Linked DNA regions of Pan troglodytes: region 2 is linked to region 1. The links are chromatin contacts, called in public HiChIP or PLAC-seq maps. All regions are on one chromosome and are shown on one strand. The core of a region is the stretch at or near the end of the contact, and the rest is flanking DNA. Distances in the headings are between cores, read along the strand shown. Region 1 holds the start of NEK7 (NIMA related kinase 7). Region 2 holds the start of LHX9 (LIM homeobox 9).

The links. HiChIP or PLAC-seq counts read pairs in DNA pulled down with a chosen protein or histone mark.
Region 2: a contact with region 1 is called in an H3K4me3 HiChIP or PLAC-seq map of stem cell-derived excitatory neurons, with 2.4 times the contacts expected there. The contact joins the promoter of LHX9 here to the promoter of NEK7 in region 1. A contact is called at or near these places in 1 of 7 Hi-C or Micro-C datasets (stem cell-derived neural progenitor cells) and 1 of 1 datasets of contacts at active chromatin or transcription factors (stem cell-derived excitatory neurons).

Annotation. Positions count from the first base shown.
Region 1 is chr1:50,944,882-50,949,873 of NHGRI_mPanTro3-v2.0_pri, reverse strand. It overlaps NEK7 (NIMA related kinase 7), which reads left to right and starts at 2,696. Exons shown (of 10, transcript XM_001139810.8): 1 at 2,696-3,009.
Region 2 is chr1:51,185,644-51,191,136 of NHGRI_mPanTro3-v2.0_pri, reverse strand. It overlaps LHX9 (LIM homeobox 9), which reads left to right and starts at 4,080. Exons shown (of 5, transcript XM_009440355.5): 1 at 4,080-4,705. The coding sequence starts at 4,532.

The sequences.
Region 1 (4,992 bases), core at 1,447-3,946:
GAATATTTGGTCATAGATAAATCTGTAGTTTATTAAAAAACAAAAAACACCAAACTGGCTGGGCACAGTGGCTCACACCACTTTGGGAGGCTGAGGTGGGCAGACCATTTGAGTTCATGAGTTCGAGGCCAGCCTGGCCAACATGGTGAAACCCTGTCTGCACCAAAAATACAAACATTAGCCAGGTGTGGCGGCACATGCCTGTAATCCCAGCTACTCAAGAGGTTGAGGCAGGAGAATCACTTGAACCTGGGAGGTGGAGGTTGCAGTGAGCTGAGATCACGCCACTGCACTCCAGGCTGGGTGACAGAGTAAGAGGCTGTCTCCAAAAAAAAAAAAAACAATACAAAACAAAACCAAAACAAACAGAAAAAAACCTTACACATATGTCTGGTCTGAGGTTGACATGTATTTACCCTAAAGATATCTGGTTATTTTTTTCCTGCAATGTGTGCCTGTGTATGACGCCAGTGACACTGTTTCTATTGACTGACAGATTTGATTTGGTGTGACCTGATAAAATGATCTGGTTCAAATGCCAATTTCATTGGCTTCGTTCTTGACTCCTTTCTTACCTGACATTCAATACATCAGCAAATCTTGTTTGCTCTTAGAAATGGAATCTCACCATTTTTACCACCTGCACTCTGGTCTGTCATCAATGTATTTTATCTGGATCATTACAATAGTCTTCTAACATCTAGTTGCTCTTAGGCTCAATCTGTTCTCCACAGTGCAGCTCTTCTCTCCCAACCCAAATCAAATTTGGTCACTCCTCCAATGGCTCTCCTTTTCATTCAGAATAAATTTTAAAGGTTACAAGATTCTACAACTATACCCTTCTTGTACCCTACTCCCTCTTCTGATTTAGTCAGCTGCTCTCCCACTGCTCACTGAATTCTAGCCTACACTGACCTCCTGCCTATTTCTCAAACATGCCAAGCCCACTTCCACTTAGGGTCTTTGCATTTGCTGATCCTTCTGTGTAAAATATTCTAACCCTGGGTAGCCAAATGGCTAATTTCTCACTTCCTTAGTTCTCTGCTCAAATGTCAGAGAGGCATTCCCAGACAAACATATTTAAAATAGCATCCTCCCTCCCCATGTCTCCTTACCCTGCTTTATTTTTCTATGACTCACCATCTGGCATAGTAGGTATTTATTGGCTTTTTTTTTTTTCGCCTTTCCGACTACAATATAAGCTCTATGACAGCAGGCACTGTATATCTCGGTGAGCTGTTGTATCCTCATTCCTTAGAACATTGCCTAGCCCATTTATGAATATTTGTTGAGCCACATGAATCAAGGCCTCCTCTTGAGATCGTGAACGTTTTCATTTATTTATTTATTTTTTTGAGACGATTTTCGCTCTTTCACCCACGCTGGAGTGAAGTAACGCGATCTCTGCTCACTGCAACCTCCGCCCAGCCTCGGGTTCAAGTGATTCTTTTGCCTCAGCCTCCCCAGTAGCTGGGATTATAGGCTCCTGCCACCACGCTCGGCTAGTTTTTGTATTTTTAGTAGAGACAGGGTTTCCCCATGTTGGCCAGGCTGGTCTCGAACTCCTGACCTCAGGTGATCCACCGCCCCCCCCCCCCGCCACTTGGCCTCCCAAAATGCTAGGACTACAGCCATGAGCCACTGCGCCCAGCCATTTTTCTTTTTAAAAATAAACTTTCCAGATCTTAATTTCATGGCTTTAACATTTTAAATGTTTGAGGTATAATCTACTCATTCTTGGCTCTAATCTTTTTGGCAGGGAAGTTAAGCTAGTGAGAGACCTATGAACAACAGCAACAATTTAATGAGCACGTCTTATATGCCAAGCTCTGTGGTTAAGCACTTTGCTTTATCTCACTTAATTCTAACTATGGTCCTAGAGGTTGGTATTACAACTAATCTCCTTTTACAGAGAGTTACTGAGACTTGGAGAGGTTAAATAACTTGCAGCCAGGTCACAAAATTAATCACTGAGTTGAGACGAGAATTAAGGCATGGCCGACTCCATACTGCCTCCTAGCCGTCTCCTCGAGTAGTTCATGCCCTGTTACTGAAGTCGTGAAGCTGCTAGTGTCAAAGCATTCCTTTTGCAGTTTCGTGTACTAGGGTTCTGGGTGATTTTGCACATATTTATTTCAAAGATCCTCCGTACCACACCAGGGAGTTTACCTTCTGGAATGTTGTAAAAGCCCCTGTCCTCTATGCTGGGACACTTTCATGCAACGTTTGCTTAGCCAGACTCAGGAAAACGCCTTTTTTTTTTTTTTTTTTCTCATTTCCCTGCACTCCACATTAAACACAGAGGTAGTTTAAATCACCTGGTAAAAGAAGATGGGATCACAAACGCTGTGGTCCAGAAGGGAACATCAGTAAGTCGGTTCACCGCTTGCAAGTGGGGGCACTTACATATAAATGAAGAAAAAACAAGTTCTTAAAAAGCAGCCGACCCTGGGTTCGGTGGGAAGTTGACCTGAAGCCGGGGAAGAGGGCTCAGGGGACCGGACGCGGTGCCCCGCACCACGCTAGGCCTGACAACCGGAAGAGAGGGGCTAGGAGGGGCTCCTCCAGAGCGGCTTCGGCTCCAGTAGGGAAACCGCCGAGGCTCCCCCAGCTCCAGGGAGCGCCGGGGACGCAGGCGGGAAGCCTCCCTCGGGCAGCCGGCCTGGACTCACGGCGCGGGGTGGGGCCGGCGCCCGCCCCGCCCCTCTCCTCGGGGATGCCGGGATGTTTACACTCCTGACAGCGGCAGCAGCAGGAGAAGGATCGGGAGTCGCGGGAGGATGGGCCGCCGCTAGGCTCGCACACCGGACGCGCCTCGCAGTGCGCAGGGTGGGTGCCCCGCGCCCGCAGCCTCCGCCGGGGCGGCGCGGCGGGAGGTGGCCGACAGGCTCCGGGCCTCGCAGCCTCAGCCCCCGGCCCAGTGCGCTTTCGGACGGCGGCGCCGCGCCGAGCCACCCGCCCGCCCAAGGTCTCTCGCGGGCGGGAGAACGGAAAACTCCCAACTTCCTGGTGAGTCGCTGCCCAGGGTTCAGGCGCCCGGACCGGGCAGCTCCTGCCGGGAGGGGCCGCCTGCGGGAGTCGGGCCGGGAGAGGGAGGTCGGGACCGCGCGGGGCGGCCTCCAGCATACCCTCGCTCGGGGTAGGTGGGGCGGGGCGCGCTGCGCTCGAGGCGGATGGGGGTTTCGGTCTTGTTCGTTGGCAGCGGTGGGAGGGGGCGGCAGGAAACTTCATACTTGGCCCCGGCTCTAGAGGCCCAAGCGCCAAGGGCGCCGCGGTAACTAAGAAACCCCGCGGCCACGGCGGCGGCGGCAACAGGTCTTTGGTTTCAGGACCCGAGGAACTTAAGCGAAGTCCCGCCTCCCGGCGGATGCTCATTGGCGACGTCGGTTATTTATCTCTCGCGGATTGGTGAAGTCCGTCTGTCAGGATTCGGCAGCAGCCCGACTTAGGAAAGTGAAGTGCGCTGGAAGAGAGTGGGTGGTGGGAGCCGGCAGATAGGGGAGAATCCGAAGTGGCTTCAGAAGTACAGGGAGCGTGAGAGGTCTGTTGGAGAATGAACTTGGGAGAGACTCGGGATTACAAAATGTCGGAGAGAGGGATTGCGAGGCAATAGCGAACATTGCTGGTGATGGTGGCAATGGAAAAGAAATTGAAAACTGAGGCCAAAGTCAGAGAAGGGTAGCCAAAGGAAAACAGAGAAAAGCGACAAGACCGTATGACCGCAGAACAGTGTAAGGAAGCGAGCACAACCTAGAGGATGCTGCCTTGAGAGCTAAAGAACTTCTGTTGCCTCTGTTACACTGTAGGCCTTCACTCCTAAAACCGCAGCATCCTCTATTTAGTCTTGCACTGGAAGCGTACTGGGGTGGCGGAGAGATGATGTATCGTGTTCTCGCCTAGCTGTAGTCCTCACTGGGGAGAAATGCTAAAAAATATACTTAGTTTACAGTAAGATACATGTTACTGTCCTTGCGCAATTCTGGTGACTGAACTGAAAATCAGAAATACACAGAAATAAAATGATTATTCTCCTTTGAGGTTACTGAGCTCAAGGATGCAATTGAAAACACCACATTTCCATAGTTTGTAGAGCCTAATGTACCCATCATAATGGGAACCACTGTTTCTAGTTCCTCCTCCAAGGAATTTACAGTTTCAAGGGTATGCACACTCCCTCCAGGCGACAGCAGTATGTCTTGTCAGGTTGCATTAGAGAATTAAAGTACAGAGTATGTGTATTATAAATATGTTCTGTTCAGGACCTTGAGCTGCTGGTGGTGTGGTCGAAGAATGGCATAGTCCTTGCACTCAAAAGCTACAGTATGTTTGGGACAACCGGTCAAACCCTGAAAACGGTGAACAGTAAAACAGGAGATACAGTTAACCCTCTAATGCTTTGTGGCAACTCTTGTTGAATGGCCGCTGAGTATTCTTGGTTTGTAACACTTGGTGATGGCCAAGTGCTCTTGAAACAGTTAACTTAAAATCTTAGCAGTTATTTTATTTCCAGAGGAAGGAATCCTCTCTCCCTCGGCGAGATCCAGTCCACAGCTTGCTTCACTTCTAAAACGGCGGCATCCTCTATTTGGTCTTGCACGGGGAACTTGCTGGGGTAGGGGAGAGGTGTTAGAGCTTTGAAAAAGCTTTGCCTCTCGGAGGAGTCAAAGGGGCAGTAACTGTATGGGGTGAGAGGAAGGCCTGCGAAATAAAAAGGCAAAGGAACCGTTTGAGGAGGCTGGTTGCCTTCTCGGGGCCGGTGTGTGTGCGGGGGTAGTGTTAAGGGGGAGGAAGGAGCCCGGGAGCCCGGGGGACCCTCCCGTAGGTGCGGGCCTGAGATTCCGCTGGGTGCCGGGAGGCTCCGCCCTCCGGAGTACTGACGGCCTTCGCAGCCAATGCGCAGCCAGGACCTCGCGTTCGGGAGGGCGGGTACTTCCTACTCCAGCCCTGGGCTCGGAGAAGGCCGCGTTAGTTCTTTCTCCAGGGATGTCTGCG
Region 2 (5,493 bases), core at 2,831-5,330, 240 kb before region 1:
TTGGCCGGGAAGTACCGCCCAGCGAAAGGCTGGCAAGGGTGCGCAGCCGGAGCGTGGCCTCGGGTCCCCCTTTCCAGGCAGCCGAACTCCCCCTATCCCAGCTCTGCTTGGCTGACTCCCATTTGTCTTGAGGGAGGATCCCCTAGTAGGACTGAATCAGAAGTGCGCCCGTGCAGCAGCCCCAGTATGGATCTGCCAACCTCAGTGTAGGGGGAAATTTTCCACATGGAGTATCTCAGTCTCCACTGTCTGGAGAAAGGCCTCAGCGTGTCCCGGCAATCCGCTCACCTTCCATCCAGCGCAGCCCGGGCATCCAGGGCCAGGTGGCGCGGCACTGAACGCATGGTTCCCAGCCTCAGGCTGACGCTGACGTTTCACTGGGCCTTGGGTGCTCAGGACAGTGCCAGATGCTGGATACTGTTTTAAGAGCCGCGCCTTTCAAACCAAAGGGGCTCCTTAACCAGCTTAACAGGGTCTGGAGGAAAGGTAACGCCTCCTTCTTAAAGGGCAAACTTAGAGGCACAGAATCATGGCCTCCAAAATTCAGGTAGAGAGAGACCTTAAGTCACCTTTGCTCTCAAAATATGCACATTTGTTGGGTTACTTCTTCCCTCTCAACCCTAACTGTTCTGTGGGTTTAATTTCCCTTTCCTCCCCCCTAGGGAATTCTACTGGGCTCGGGTTCTTTGCCCATGTAGACCCACCTGAGCCCGCGACAAGGGCGCTGCAGCCTTTTTGACCTTCATAGAGATTCTAAGATCCCGAACTCTCAGTTCCAACTATTATGCTCCACTATAGTCCGGCCGTCCACTTTCCTAAAAGCGGCAACAGTAGCGGGATGGGTGCTGTCAGAATAGAAAGGAAAGAAAGCTTAGTGGACTGCCTGTGCTCAATTGTGAGGGAGAGCAGTGCTGGTCAAGGGACCTGCCCCATTATACCTGGTAGAACTTTGAATTTAGAGGAGACTTAAGATCTTATCCCCGATGCAGGCTAGAGAGAACCACATGCACCTGTCCCTCAGCTCAGGAACTGAAAAAACGAACACTGTAATTTTTATGGAACACTTGCGGGCCATTCAGACTACAGCTGGGAGAAGGGGGAACATTTTTTTTTTTTTTGTCCCCAGCCACCGGGCCTCAGCCCCTCTGCTGGAGAGGTGAAAGAAGGCAGAGGTACAAAGATGCTCTCCTTATTTAAAGTGCTTATTTAAAGTCCTTTGAGAATGAGGAGCGGGGAGCTCTTAGGCAATCTTTCTTGGGGGCTCCAAGACAAAAAGAGTAGAAAACCCAGGGTCACACACCCAATTCGAGGGCATTCCTTCCCACCCTTCCTGGGCTTCCTCCTTAGGAACTGTGAGAGAAGGCAGGGCTGGACCCATGGGGACCTATTTCTGCAGAGCTAACAAGGACCTCCCAAACTCCAGCTGACCCCCACCCCACCCCCAGCTTTCTCCAGACTTCCTGCATTCACTGAGAAGGAAGAATCCTGGCAGTTTGCTTCTTTACAGGAAGTAGCAAATGCCACTGGATGCAGGAACTTATAACCTGAGTTTTATAAGAGCAGGAATAGCTAGGATTCAACTTGGAAACTGATTGCAGAAGGTGTTCTCCCTTGCCTGTACCTAGATGATTAACAAACTTGCGTGGAATAGAAGAATGAATGGATGATTGGAGGGCTTACAAAACCTCTGTGTTTGGCTTCCCTGGAGACTCTGTAAAGTTCTGGCTTTTTCCTGGAGTTGTTTAACTTTCCCTGCATGCAGTCTCCAAAGTTTTATCTCTTGCAAGGAAGCAGTGGTATTCTTGGGTTCTTCATTGTTGATTTTGCTGAGCAGGGGCAATATGCAACAAGAACCAAACCTAATTTCAAACACCCCCATTTGGGGGTTGGGAGAGGTTTTAGCACAGAAACTAGACAAAGTAGGTTGAAGTCCTGTATTTACTTTTTGCTTGGAGCTTCCTTGGGTGAATTGACTGAGGGGACTTCTCAGAGACTCCTCCTCCTCCTCCTCTTTCTCCCTCTCCTCCTCCAGCTCTGAGCCAGTTTAGCCTCTGACTTGTGTGAAGGCAATCTGCCCCTTTGTGAGAGGACCTGCTGTCTCTGAAAGGACTGCTGCCCCCAGCCCCTCCTCAGGGCCCTTCTTGTGTGCACGTGGGTTTGAAAAGCTCATTGATTCCCATCCAAAGGGGCTAATTACATTACTTACAGTAAATAGCAGCCCTGCTGTCAGGTATAGCTGCCAAAGTAAGGAAGAGGGGGATGTCTCCAGCTTAGTTCACTTGATTGGCTTCATTTTTGTGTGAAATTGTGTTTTATGAGCTGCATTTTGGCACCCGGAGGACCTAAACTGCGTCCAGTCTGCAAATAACATTATTTTTGACCCTGAGAAAAAAGGAGGGGAAGCAGTAGTGTCTTGAGTTTCATGGAAGAGGTCACTCCAGGAGCCTCAGAAGACAACGCTTTGGGACAGGAAGTCAGGCTGCTGCACCAGGGGTCGTTTCCTCCCTCGCTTTATTTCTGCCTTCCTTCCTTCCCCTTCTTCTCATCCTCTCACTTCTTTTTTTCTTTCCTTCTTCCCTCTCTCCCTCTCTCCCTGGCTTTTCTCCCGTCGTCCTTCTAGCTTTGGCCACAGTTCCCGGTCGGGCTCCCCCGGGCGGAGGGAAGCGGGTCTGCGGCCGGGCGGCTCTTGTGAGGTATCTAGGATGTGCCAGGACACAGGCACCGCAGTCCTGGGAAAGGCGGCGGGAAGTAGTGGGGAGCGCAGGCTGACGAAGGGGACGGAAGGAACAGAGAGCGGCCGGCGCGTCCTCCTCTCTGGGTAAAGCCGCGTTGGTTCCTGCCGCAGCGCTGTGCTTCGGACTCCTAGGGGGCCTCTGGCCGTTTGAATGAATCGACAATATCAGAGTATTGTGGACACTGTTTAATCGGGCCGGGGAGGGGCCGCCGCTGCCGAGAACAGAGGGCGACAGAACAATCCCACCTCTTGTGAGGAGCAGGTCTGCCATTCTGCTTGTCAGTTCTCACCTTCCCCTCCTCCACGGCAAAGAGTCCCTTTCACACCCTTCTGAGTGGGCGGGTGCGCCCAGTTTTACAAGTCCTCTGTCCTGCCAGGGTAGTGGGAGCAGCACGCGATGGGGCTAGCGCCCAGTCCTGCGGGGGCAGGCGCCAAGCTCCCGGGAGTCCGCAAGTCGCTTCCCATATTGGCAAGCTTCAAATGAGACATTAGAATCTCCGGCAGCCTTCCTTCAAACCTGAACCGGGGAAGAGAATAAGCCGCCCTATGGCCAAGGCGCAATTGCGTACCCGTGTGTACAGGTCCATGCCCTGTCCCCTACACTCTAATTTTCTCAAAGAAAATTGTTTTGCCAAAAGTAACCCTGAGAAATGCAGACGCTCCAAACGCCCTCTCCACTTCGGATGAAGCCAGCATCTAGTAGGGTCTCCGGCCCTCAAGAAGGTGAGGCAAAGAGATGAATTGTCAGACAGCTGCTTTTAAAAGTGGATTGAGGAAGATGGGATGGGGAGGAGAGGAACCAGCATTATCTCCACCTCAGTAAATTGCTTACATTTCTGCTCAATATTTATGCATTTCGGGTGACAGTCCTGCAGGCTGGGGATGAAAAAGTCCACAAGGAGGAAATCCAAAGTTTGAAGTTGTTATTCTGTGTGTCCTGAGCCAAGGTCTGATCTTGAACTCGGATCAAATAGGCGGGTTCTAGGCCTTCTGCAACAGGGCGGGGACAACAAGAGCTCCTTTTCCCCTTTAAAACATGACTGCTGGGAACTCTTGGAAGGATGTGTGTGTGTGTGTGTGTGTGTGTGTGTGCGCGCGCGCGCGCGTGTGTGTTTTGTGGGGAGGTAAATGCCCCCTCCTCCTGCCTCCCCGCTCTCTATCCCCCCACCCCTTTGTAATGTTTGTCCTGCTTGCCCATCACCAGGGGGTTGAGAGGAGTATGACAGGTCTTTGTTGTCTGAATAAAAATCCGTGGCAGCTCCGGGGAGAGAACTCCTCCTACTAAATTATCAAAAATGGGCTGGCTTTAGTCTCTTAACAAATTGGACACAGCTCAGGCAGGAGCAGTCCCCAACCCAATCTACAGGCACTGGGAACTTGCAAGCAGCCAGGGAACGCTGAAAATAGCACGTCTTTTTCTTTCTTTGTGTTCAAAACTATTTTCTTTCTTCACCAGATTTTGTTTTCCTCCCCCCGCTGCAGTTGTTTCCCATTAGTAACTCGATCTCTCAGAGCAGTAAGATTCGCCTTCTACGCCTCTTTTTCCCTCCGCCCGAATTGTTTGTTTTCTGCACATCTCCTTCAGGGAGCCGCTGAGGCTTCCCCCCAACTCTTCCCAGTTCTTTTTGCTTCCCCTCGGCCCCCCAAGCAGACCGATTTCCACTCCGTCTGCTTCTTCTCCTCCTTTCTCTCCCTCTTTCCCTCCATCCTCGAGCGTCTCTGCGCTCCTACAGGGCAGCCCTCTCTGGTCCCTTGCCTCCTTCACTCGGATGAGCTGAAAGCCCCGGGCGTGTGTATATGGAAATAGTGGGGTGCCGAGCAGAAGACAACTCGTGTCCTTTCCGCCCCCCAGCCATGCTCTTTCACGGGATCTCCGGAGGCCACATCCAAGGCATCATGGAGGAGATGGAGCGCAGATCCAAGACTGAGGCCCGTCTGGCCAAAGGCGCCCAGCTCAACGGCCGCGACGCGGTAAGGAAGGGCTCCGCCGCGGCGGTAGCCGGGCACCCCTGCGCCCTCTGTTAAACCAAGCCGACTCCCTGGCCGGTGGAGAACGGGGGCGGCGGGTCGTAGAGACGTCCGCTTGAGGGTGGCGGGTGAGTTTTCTCCCGTCCACCTATGCCTACAGGGCTAAGAAACGGTCGTTTTTCTGAATCGAAATGTCTGCAGCTGGCTATCCTCTGTCGCAGCTGATTCCGAAAGAGCAGGGAGAGGAACTGGGAGGAGGTGGGGTGGGGGGTGGTGGCATTCTCTTCTACAGACCTCAAGGTTCCCTTGATTCCGGGGCAGGCGTCTCCCCGGCGAGGATCCGCAGCTCCGAGGGCAAGCTGGGCGCAAGCAATAGGAGGACGGCGCGCTGCCGAGGCGTCCGAGCCAAGCAGGAGCCCAGGTGGCCTTAGTCTCTGGGCCTGATGACCGGACCTGTGGAGTAGATTCGGACGCGACTGGGTCATTTCCAGTTCTCTAGACGCTCGGGGCTTGGGACCCCTAACCGAGAGAATCTCAGGGTTTCTGGCATCCCGACTCAGTCCCTCTAAGGAGACAGCACTACGTTTAGCGCCAGGACCGGGCGGGTGTCATGTGTAGGGGGAAATCAAATAAAACATACGGAGGAGCGCGGCACCCAGTCGAAACGCATGAACTTTATAACCAACCCTTAAACAAGCTAATCAACTACCACTGTTTCTACTATCCATAATAATAAAGTCATGTCCTCTTAATAAAGAAAACTAATTACTTATCTAAGCGCTTCCCTTTCC